Linked DNA regions of Rattus norvegicus: region 2 is linked to region 1. The links are chromatin contacts, called in public Hi-C maps. All regions are on one chromosome and are shown on one strand. The core of a region is the stretch at or near the end of the contact, and the rest is flanking DNA. Distances in the headings are between cores, read along the strand shown. Region 1 overlaps Pdzrn4 (PDZ domain containing RING finger 4). Region 2 overlaps LOC102552608 (a long non-coding RNA gene).

Region 1 (5,564 bases), core at 1,316-3,815:
CTACATTTCCTGGATGTTCTTATCTTAGAGGGATGAGGAGGGCATTTCCCCATTTTATAAAGACTTAAACCAGCTGAAGGTAGACAGGATAACCATCCCTAATCATCCAGCTAGGATGACTCAACCCTGTGGTTCCTTTGATATTAACAGAATGACAAAAGAAATCAGGAAAGACACTATGTGTAGGAGAGTTCCTGACATCAGGCGATTAAGGAATTAAATATCAACCAGGTCAATAATAAATTAACAAAGTGAGACATTGTGGGGAGAGAGGGGAGAGCAAACAGAGAATTAACAATTATTACTCTTTAGCACACTGAATATAGAAGCCAAAGGAAAAGTCAGACTAAGACATTGTGGACAGAGAGAGTGGCATTTGTGCCAATCAGGCAAGCACAGAGGAGTCATTTCCTTAGAATACAGATGAGCTTCTATCTGTGTGAAGCCCTTTGGATCTGATGGTACTGATACAGTCTCATGGTCTTTGGTGGATCCATGTCTAATTATTCTCCTGTGAACAAGTTGTTTTTCTCTCTTTTACTTCTTATAGTTCTCATTGGGGCCAAAGCCCACTCACTGGTAGACTCTTCCAGAAGTATGGAGCTCAGCTAATCTGAATATGTCATGAAATGTGTGACATTGATTGCTGTCCTCCTTCACCATTGTGTAATATGTGAACTGACTTCTGGGAAAATGATCTCACAAGTACAGACTACACCTTCCTCCAGTGCCCTCTTGTTCCAATATTCTCAAGTGGGGTGGGCAAGCACTGACCACAAGTGCAGTTTCCCAAGTTGTATACATGTGATTATTTCAGGCCTTCTAGTGGATGCTAAAATAAACACTTAATCCCCTTCCCCTCACTTAATAACAGAGAATTGCTCAAGCCAAGGTGGTAAATAACACGTCCTCTCCTCCATTTTATCCAAAGAAAGTAAAGGGTTGGGTTTCTCTACCCATTTGAATCATATAATTATAACTAATTTCTAGGAACCCAAGATCCATGCTTATTTTGATGGTACCTGAACCAGGGTATTTGTTTTAAATTTAAAAAAATTAATTTAATTTATGAGTTTTAGTTATAGCTCTTATAAGTAATTAAAAATCATCAGTAACTTTTCGGTAACCCCAAGTTTAACCACTGCGTGGTAGTGGCCATCCAGTTACACACCTACATTTGCTGAATATTTTTTTAGATGCAAGGAATGGAGATAAGATCATGGGGCTTAAGGCCTGAGCAAGACTCTATGGGGACTTCTCTTCAGAGAAGACAAAATGCAGGTAATGGCTAAGTTGGAAAGGAAGGAGAACGGTGACTGGAGGAGATACAGGGAACCAAGTGAAACAGTCTAGCCCAGTGCCCTTTGAACATCCAGCAGCAACACATGGGGCCCATTTAAGACCCCCTAGTTTTCATTTCTCTAAAGTGAGATGCTTGATGATGTATTTTGAAGCACAGTGCTTTATAAGTGACTGCAGTATGCCCCCCAAGCTTATTGTGTTAGAAACTTCATTTCCTGTGTGGACAGGTTGAGGAACTTAATGAGATGGGCCTGATAGAGTATATCATGTCACAGACCGCCCTCAGAAGTGATCTGTAAAGGTGTATCAAAGAAGGAGTTCTTAGGAGATTGTGCTGTCAAAGGGCAAGGCCACACTGAGTGTTGCAGCCCTTCTGCACCTGACTGATTCCTCCTCTGCTTCTTTGGCTTGTTCTGATGTAGCCAAGGGGAGTATTCGAACAGAGAGATGTACCTTGACTAAGTCTTCAAAGCTATAAGATAAGTGAGCCTCTTACCTGTATTAATTAACCAATATCAGATACTCTATGATACTAACAACAACAACAGGTTAAGGATGAGTGGGGGCTCGTCAGAAAAGTTCCTTCTGCACAAGCCTGAGGACCTAAGTTCAGATCTGTACCACCCATGGGCATGGGGATGCAGGCTGATCCCTAGAACTTGTTGGCCAACCTGACTGGTTGAATCAATGAGCTCCAGGTTTAGTGAGAGACTTTGTCTCAAAAGATAACATGGAGAAAGACTTAAGAATATATCCAGCGTTGACCTTTGGTCTCCATGTGCATGAGCACACATGTGCATGTTCATTCACTTGGGTGTGCGCATGCACATGTCCACTGATGAACTCATCTGGAAGTCTGTACTTCCTTGAGGAGCAAAGGAGGGCAGATGACTTTTCACCCCGAGTTCTTGTTTTTCATTCAAATTATGTAAGGAGCTTCAAGGTACAAAGCAGAATTGTCTGGAGTAATCTAGAAAGCTACAGAAGATGAAGTGGGGTATCCAAGGTACCCTCCGGGATGTACTCCTAAGGCTGCTAAGGAAAATATCAGATTCACAGACAGTCTAGGATCTAAGCAAGAAAAATGAGAATGGGGGCAGGGAGTTGGCTTGGAAAGGAAGCTCTGAAGGGACTTGAACATCTGCTCCAAGCTGACGCAGACTTTTTTTTTTTACATGTAAGTTAGAAATGTGCAACATGGAGAGTTGTTGAAACTCCATATGCCTCTTTTGGCGCACAGAGTCATGCAGTTTTCAGAAATAGAAATGAACATTCAGAAGTTGGAAGCATGCCTTGGTCTAAAATCTGGGATGTATTTCAGCCCTCTCACACAGGGCAACCTTTCAGCCAGCCACTACCAGACTTAGCCATCGTAGTATTTCTGCTCCTTCGTGATTTATTCTGTTTATTGCTGGATCAGATTCTACGGTGAGTGGATGCAGGGTTTTCAGTAGCGTCCATGAATAGAAGTCTGCACTACAGGACTCTGCCCTTCCAGAAGGCTGTTATGACCAGGACTCTGAATTCTAAATGCTCATTAGATGCTATAAATCGTTTTGCCTTGCAACACACATCAATTAACTGTAGTTCGAACACCACAATTCACGAAGCAGATTGATTGGGGGGAGTGCAGTATAGCTGTGCAGCACCTACATTTAGAGATATTGGGGAAAGTCACCCATTAAATTAACATTAGTTTAAGAAAAATGGAAACTTCTGGAACAATTACAGTTTTGCTGTTTTGACTGAAGGGAAGGAAAAATAAAAATGGCCTTTGTTCCAGATGGCATGACTTAAACAGTTCTATTCTGCACGCACTTGGGAAATGGGTGGTGTTCTTAGCTTGATGGATGGGGTGCGTGAGATCTTAGCTGTGCTTCATTAGGCTCTGGTGAGTGTGTGGTAAATTTTCCTTATTTATACATTTTCTGTCAGAAGATCATAAACATAGCCCGTGATGCACATGTTTTTACTGCTGACTTTTCTGTTGTTGTTGTCATTGTTTATAAATTAGCTGCCGCCTTGACAAGAATTTATTCGGGGGACTCAATTAATACCCTGGTTTTCAAATATCTAAGTCAGAATTAAGAACAAGGAAAGCGACCCACTTGCTACTATCTATGGTGCTGCAAATCACACACACTTTTCAAATTAGAAGTCCCCAAAAATGAAAGGAAACACATTCAACTGTTTTTAAGCTTGCTAATTCACTGCTTTTCATGTACTGGAAACGAAACTCAATAGAGAAGCAGTTCTTAAACCAAGCATTGGATCCTTTATTCAACTCTTAACAAAAAGTCCAAAGCAAAGGTTTTCAATCTGTGGGTCACAACCCCAAGGGGGATCACATTAAGACCTTCAGAAAACAGGCATTTGCACTATGATTCATAACACTAACAAACATATAGTTATAAAGTAGCAATGAAATAATTCTATGGTGTGTAGGGGAGGGGGTCCACCACAACACGAGGAACTGCATTAAAGGGTCGAAGCATTAGGAAGCTTGAAGACCACTTATCTAGAGTGAAGATTACTTCACCTGTATTTTATGATCAGAAAAAAAAATAATTAGAGCAGGTGATCAATCTATACTAATCTTATAAAGCCACATACTTGGAAAAACAATGGGAAGATGGCAATCTAGAGCACTTCCCAACTTTGTCAATATGTTTATTTTTTTAAATTTTTTATTCTTGGTTTGTGTGAGTATCTTGCCCACATGGATGTTTGTGCAACACATGTGTGCAGTGACCAGGGAGGCCAGAGAAAACCCGGAGTTACAGATACTTATGAGCCATCATTCGGGTACTAGGAATTGAACCAAGGTCCTCGGAAGGAGCTATCATTGCCCTTAATCATTGAGCCATCTCTCTAGCGTCTGAATTTAAATTCTGACATATTTTGAAGTATTGAGCAAGTAATACGTCACTAATAACCTCATAAAAGTACTTACTAACACAAATTGTGTAACATATAAGTTGTAGACAATGTGTGAGTTTGAGTGTGTATGTGTATGTGTTGAGAGAGAGATTGATTCATCCTATGTCCATCATGGTATACTATTCTTTATGAAGAGAAAGGAGAAAACAGAGCAGTGTTAAGCTACATAGTTATTCATCTATCTAATGGATCGGTTCAGGGAGATGTGATGGTCATCAACAGAGTAGGCAGTTCCATAGTCTTGACTAAGGGACAGCCCCATGGGAATGTGGACCCATTGAAATTTCAAGTGGTTCATTGGATTCCTTCATGTGGATGTGGCTTCTTCGACGTCTGCAGCTGTCTTCTGCAGAGCGGTTTTTGCCTGTATTGGCGGTGTTCTACACAGCTTCCTTACGAGAAATGGAGCACATAATTGGGGCATGAGTATTAAAAAAGAACCTGGTCATCTGATCAGGGCTATAGAGAGTCTGTGTGCCCATTTATGCACCCAGTGCATGGGACAGCCATTGTGGAGCACAATGAGCAATCTCCTGACACCCTCTGTCACATGAGAATCCATAGTGATTCCTTCCTGTGTTACTCACAAGTCCTAGACAGATTTTGCCCATGTAACAACCATTTTCTGAAAATCCCGATTGTGATTACTGTGGTTGTTCCTTTCTCCACCTGAGAAATTCTATTTTCAAGCACAATTAAAATGCTGCTGACTTTATGTTGTTTTCTCAAAGCTCTCAAGAGAATAAATGGATTGTGTTCAAAAATCCATACTGTTGCCTGGGCTTCCCTTACTCGACTTTTCATAGGTGTTTTGAATTCTTACAGAAAATGTGGCAAGCTCTCTACTCACAGTAAGACCGCTCTCATACTGGCCCCCTTCCCTCATTACAGCCCTGGCCCCCCAGAACAGTGTTTTGCAGTCATGTTCACATTCAAAATCAGCCTCGTGTTGAGCTAGCTACCATGAGTTTAAGGGATGCAACACTAACTGTATCCAGCCTATATGAGTGTGTAGCCTGCCTTTTCTCCCAGTTGGTTGTAAAGTAGCCCTTTTGGACTCATGTTTTTTGTATGTTTGGTATTAAAAACAAGTAAATTAATAACTGTATTAGAGAGTCCTTGAGGAAAATATCTAATGTATATTTTATTATATTTTGATATATATATACATATATATATATATATATATATATATATATATATATATATATATCTTGTGTATTTCATAGAGTTGCTTAACACAGGGCTTTCAACAAAATAGAAATTCGGTGTTTGCAGAACTGAATTGTTAAGTCAGGAATGAATGCCTATAAAACTTAGAT
Region 2 (5,843 bases), core at 1,433-3,932, 340 kb after region 1:
ATATATATGAGCAGCACAAATTCTACTAGATGGGGAAAACACTGATGAATGTTGGATGGGTGTGGAAGGTGTAATGGTTTGTATATGCTCATCCCAGGGAGCAGCATGTGAAGGTGCAGCCCTATTGGAGTGGGTGTGGCCTTGTTGGAGTGGGTGTGGCCTTGTTGGAGAAGGTGTGGCCTTGTTGGAGAAGGTGAGGCCTTGTTGGAGTGGGTGCGTCACTGTGGGTATGGGCTTTAAGACCCTCACCCTAGCTGCCTGGAAGCCAGTCTTCCACTAGCAGACTTCAGATGAAGATGTAGACCCTCAGCTCTGCCTGCACCATGCCTGCCTGGATGCTGCCATGTTCCTGCCTTGATGAAAATGGACTGAACCTCTATAAGCCAGTCCCCATGAAATGTTGTCCTTATAAGAGTTGCCTTGGTTGTGGTGTCTGCTCACAGACAGCAGTAAAACCCCAAGTAAGACAGGAGGGAATGTGGAACTGGAATGAGTTGGTGGAGAGTGAATTTAATTGAAACACATTGTGCGAAATTCTCAAAGAATGAGTGAAAAACTGTTTAACAACAACAAACCAGCATTGGGTCCATCACACACTGCTGCTATCAGACAGTACTGTGCAGTGGGAAATAGGTTGGTTGTCCTCCTAAAAGTGTCACGTAGCCACTGGAACTCTTATGTGGTGTGACTGTACCTCACCGGTGCCTCATTGGGTGTGGAAACAGAACCTTGAAAGAAGGACATCTGCCCACAGCTGTGCCGTTGGAACCCCACCGGGTGGCTGTCCCTTCAGGCACTGTGACATGTCCATCCCCAGTAGATGTTAAGTAAATGAATCCATCTTCAGAAACAGAACCAGAGGATCAGAGACCATGCAGGTGCCACTGCCACACGATGCAGAAAATTAGACAAACCACCGTCACGGCGGCCAGAATAATTGAGAGCCTACCCGCCCCAAATCCATCATCCCTCACAGTTCACACTGCGCAACAGGCGCAGGGCCATGGGTACCAACCTGGCCTTGCTCTGAACATCGTTCATACTCGTTCTCAAGAGAAGAGCACACAGAGACCCTCACACCCCCTCCTCAAAAAACTGCCTCTCCATTAGCTCAGTTTAGAAACAGGGTTTATACAAGATCAATGCAATACAAAAATCAAAACTTATTTTCTGAGAAAGAAAGAATCGAGGATGAAAAATTCCTGAAATCCTAAGTAGCACTCCATCTTTCAGATTCAAATTACTTACAATTCCATAACAATTTTTACCTTTTCATGATTTTTTTTCATTGTGTTTTATTTCTGGGGAGAAGAAGGGGAGTCCAATCAAGGTGTCACAAACTATGGTACACATGGGGGAGGTCAGAGACTCTCGTAGGAGTCAGTTCTTCTACTCTGTGGGTCCCTGGAAACAATCAGATCATCAGGCAAGGTGCTTTGCCAACAGACCCTCAGGGCCCTCTCCTCCTCTAGAGAGTAACCTTGGCTCTGTGGAGCTGCTAGAAGAATCCTGGTCAGACACCTCAGCAGAGCTCTCCTACTTAGAATGCATCACCAAGCACTTCAGGACCACTGCCAGCACCTTATTGCACAGCTCTTCAACAAGGATCCTGTCAAGTCAGTTTAGGCACAGTCTTCCTTCTGCCCTGATGTTCCCACCCAGTAAATCTCGTTCCCTCCCTCTTGACTACAAGCCCTCCCTTCTCCTTGCCGAACTCAAGGTTGTTCTGAGTTCCCTCCCGTTGCAAACCCTACACTGCAGCATTGAACTCTGGGTTTATTCGAGTGTCCTCCTGAGGCAGAGCCCGAACTGCAGCTCTGCAGCACCAGTCTACCTACTCTTAGCAAACCGTGACTCGTTTTTTTTCTCTATGACATTAGGACTCTTCAAAACCACACAGAAATGTCACAGGGTGCTCAGAGAGAGAAATCAGGATATATATATATATATATATATATATATATATATATATATATATATATATATATATACCTATATGTATATATATACCTATAGGTATATATATATGAATATGAATGACAGAGGGATGCAAATAAAATTCAATGGATTCAGTGTCTAAATTGGCAAAAAAAAGTGAGTGCCACTGTTAATAAAAGTTACTCCCCGGTGTTTGTCACCTTGTGGTTTGAGTGAGAACTGTCTCTCATAAGCTTATGTATCTAAAACTTGGTTCCCATTTGGTGGTCCTGTTTGGGAAGGTTATGGGGATAGGCCTCTTGGGTTTGGACACTTAACCTGCTTCCCACTATCTTTTTCTGTATCCTGTGTGTGAATGAAAATGTGACCAACCAGTTTCCTGCTCCTGTCCTGCCCCTGCCCTGCCCCTGCCCCCACCCCTGATCCTGCATGCCTGGACTCTAGCCCCAAGAACCATAAGCTAAATAAACTCTTTCTTCTATAAGTTACCTTCGGTCATGGTATTTCATCACATTAGCAGAAAAGTGACTAATACAACCACAACCAGTAAGTGTGGCAGCCGGCTGGAGTGCATATGCTATGGAGTTTTCCTTTAGTTTCATTTGGCTGCTACTGGGCTGTGAGCCCAGCCGTCAGTAACTGTCTGGAAACATTCCATACACAATGTCCTACAGAAAACCTCTCATCCGCAGCTATCGTTCTAACATCTCTTTAAATTGCCAAACATAGAAACGCTTGTCTGCTGATTTTCGCTCTTACTAAATTCCAAATCTGGAAGTCTTTCCTCAGAAGTGATCGTGGGTGGGCAGATATACTCCAGTCTGTCTTTTAATCAGCGTCACTGTGCTTCAAAGCCAGGAGGAGCGCAGCCGGCTCCGAAAGCCATCTGGACAGTTTTTATAAAGTTCCACAGAGACCCATCATTTAGCTCAGCAGTGCCATTCCAGGGAATCCTCCAATGTACCTCCACCGACCCCCACAACCACTCCTAAAGATTATGACAAATTTAGTCACTTCAAGTCACTCAGACGCATGTATGTTACAGTTCTGCAAACCAGTTCATTCAGAACACACTGATCTTTCATGGTTCAAGCATTAGATCATCAAGGTTTCATTTCTTTCCACTATTAAAGGGGAGCTCTAATCCCTGTATTTCTTTCCTTCTCTCAGAGGCCCATATACCTTATCCTTTCCAGATTTGCTGTGACTGGGGAGCCAGTTTTCTCTCACTGTACCATACTCAGCATCTCCACAGAGAACCCCCTGCTTTCAATAACGCATGTGACTGTGAGGTTGGTAAAGTCTAGACACACCCAGAAGTAAATCCTCAAAGCCACCTTTCACAAGAACCCTCCAGGATCCACTCAAGGGTGATTCAGGAGCGACTTTGCAGGAACAGGCACACATAATGGAAGCTAGCTTGTCTGCCAGTTGATCTCTGACCTTTTCAAGTTCAAATCCCCCAAACACAGTACAGCGACTTTCCCTCATAAGGCCCAGAAGAGACACACAAAAGATCACAAATCCCCCTTCTCTCACGGCCCACCAAGCAGCTTCTCCTTCTCCCTTCTTGTAAAGTCCCCACTGCCAATCAGACAAGCAGATGTAATCTCAGAGTTCCCACCCTGCTGGGTGGTCAGCCATGGAATGAAGCTTATGTCTCTCTGAGAGCCCAGTGCCATCAATGCCAGGGAGATCACAGGCACCTAAAGAAATCCAAGATAGAAGAATGCCCAATATAGTCTTAATAGCAACACTGATAAGGATTCTAGATCAATCATGATGTGGGAAATACATCAGGTCCCTTTGGCCCTTTGTATTCCTGACCACCATCTGTATAGAGCAGGAGCTCTCAACCTGTGGGTTCAAAACCCCTTTGGTGGTTGCATACCAGATATCTACATTATAACTTGTAACAGTGGCAAAATTACAGTTATAATGTAGCAATGAAATAATTTTATGGTTGGGGGGGGGGCGTCACCACAACATGAAGAACTGTACTAAAGGGTTGCTGAGAACCACTGCTATAGAGTCACTGAGGAAGGTGACAGTGGATATGTACTTAACCACCCAGGGTAACTGCAGGTACACAGTAAGCACCAAGATGTCTCAATAGAGTTCAAGCAGGAAGACACATATCTCCATGAGGTCCTTCTTAGTCGGTACTAAAAACTATATATTTAGGGCTGAAGAGATGGCTCAGCCGTTAAGAGCACTGACTGCTCTACCAGAGGTCTTGAGTTCAATCTCCAGCAACTACATAGTGGCTCACAACCATCTGTAAGGGGATCCAATGCCCTCTTCTGGTGCAAGGTACTCATATACATAAAATAAATAAAAACATTTTTTAAAAAACTGAATATTTGACATAGAAGAGAGAGTGAGTAAATCTTGTGTTAATTTGAAGTCATTAAAGTTAATTTATAGGTCAGAAAAAAGGGGGCCTTGTAATTTGTCTATTTATTGGTTTTCAAGAGGGAATTATTTTCCCTGAGGGGGCAGTTTGGCGCTGTCTCAGTCTACACTAACTGTTGAGATTCTCAAGGTGAGTGGTTGAGGACAGACAGGCTGGGATGCTTCCTACAAAGCTCAGAACACTACTCTGAATGATCCAGTCCCAAACTTCAACCTGCTGGGTTTGAGAAAAATCTGACTTAGAGAAACAACAAAATATACTTAGGCAATTGCAGAGTAGAAAAATCTCTTAGGGGAGGTATTTTTTCCTTTTCTGGACACATTACTAATGAGTCTTAGAGCCTTCTGGTCAACCTGCACACTGTCTACAGTGACCACAGCTGAAATTGTTGGGAAAAGACTACAGTCCCAGTGAACATTTGCACCAGAAACAAAGAAGGCTGCTTTCTCCCCTGTGGGTGCTACCCAGAGAGCACCCCTAGATATTGGAGCATAGGTCATCAGCATATCTTGGATACAATGTTTCTCCTACAATTACAGATAAGGAGGAGAAAAGGAAGAAAGAATCCTGGTTGCCTTGGGACTTTTTCTGTCTTAGTTAGGGTTTTACTGCTATGAACAGACACCATGACCAAGACAGCTCTTATAAAAAATAACATTTAATTGGGGGTGGCTTGCAGCTTCAGAGGTTCACTCCACTGTCATCAAGGCAGGAACATGGCAGCATCCAGGCAGGCACAGTGCAGGAGGAGCTGAGAGTTCTCTGTCTTCATCTGGCGGATGCTAGCAGAAGACTGGCTTCCAGGCAGCTAGGATGAGAATCTTATAACCCACACCCACAGTGACACATCTATTCCAGCAGGGCCACACCTTCTAATTGTGCCACTCCCTGAGTCAAGCATATACAAACCATCACACTTCCCAAGCATGCATTGTTTGCCACCAGAGGCCTTTTGTTTGGAAGCTAGCCAAGTGTGTGTGCACGCTGAGCCCATCCTCACAGAAGGCCTAAGGACCCGTGTGCTTATTCCCACTAGTGGCAGAGACTCCTAAACATGTCACGCTGCCTCTGACTGCCTCAAAGAATTATGCTGGCAGTGCTTATATCGTAACAGCCACTGCTTGTGATATTTTACCCAAATGCACAGCCCTGGAGGGGAGAGAAGAGAAGTAATAAAACATCTGCCGGGGGGCTAGCTTGAAGGGAGGGATTCTGTGAGTTAGAGGGTTTTGAATTAAGGAGTAAAAGCTGGGATGTCAAATATTACAGGATGCGCGTGCATTGGCTCCCCGTAGCCTACGTCTCCACATCCACAGGGGGAAATCCTAACCTACTTATGCTGCTTGCTTTGACAAACAATCATAAGCAATGTCAGGAATTACAAAGAGCCTAATTTTGTTTTTCTACCTTCCTACGTGGAGGTGTGGTGGGCCACACTTGACACAGACACAAAGGATTGACTCCCTTTAGTGGGTTTTACTCAGTGTAG

What was found. Hi-C and Micro-C count contacts between places; a contact is called where the count stands out from the background.
Region 2: a Hi-C map of prefrontal cortex shows a contact between it and region 1, with 4 times the contacts expected there. The contact joins two enhancer-like sites. A contact is called at or near these places in 2 of 12 Hi-C or Micro-C datasets (frontal cortex and prefrontal cortex).

The regions. Positions count from the first base shown.
Region 1 is chr7:125,713,161-125,718,724 of GRCr8, forward strand. The region is part of intron 1 of Pdzrn4 (PDZ domain containing RING finger 4); the gene reads left to right. Among named protein-coding and RNA genes, the nearest start is that of Pdzrn4, 19 kb to the left of the region's middle. Within about 2 kb of position 2,566, at least 5 of the 93 cell types and tissues checked have an H3K27ac peak or open chromatin away from gene starts, as enhancers often do. A contact at or near this core is called in prefrontal cortex, where this site is marked.
Region 2 is chr7:126,049,354-126,055,196 of GRCr8, forward strand. All of the region lies in intron 3 of LOC102552608 (a long non-coding RNA gene), which reads left to right. Among named protein-coding and RNA genes, the nearest start is that of Snora3A, 230 kb to the left of the region's middle. Within about 2 kb of position 2,683, at least 3 of the 93 cell types and tissues checked have an H3K27ac peak or open chromatin away from gene starts, as enhancers often do. A contact at or near this core is called in prefrontal cortex, where this site is marked.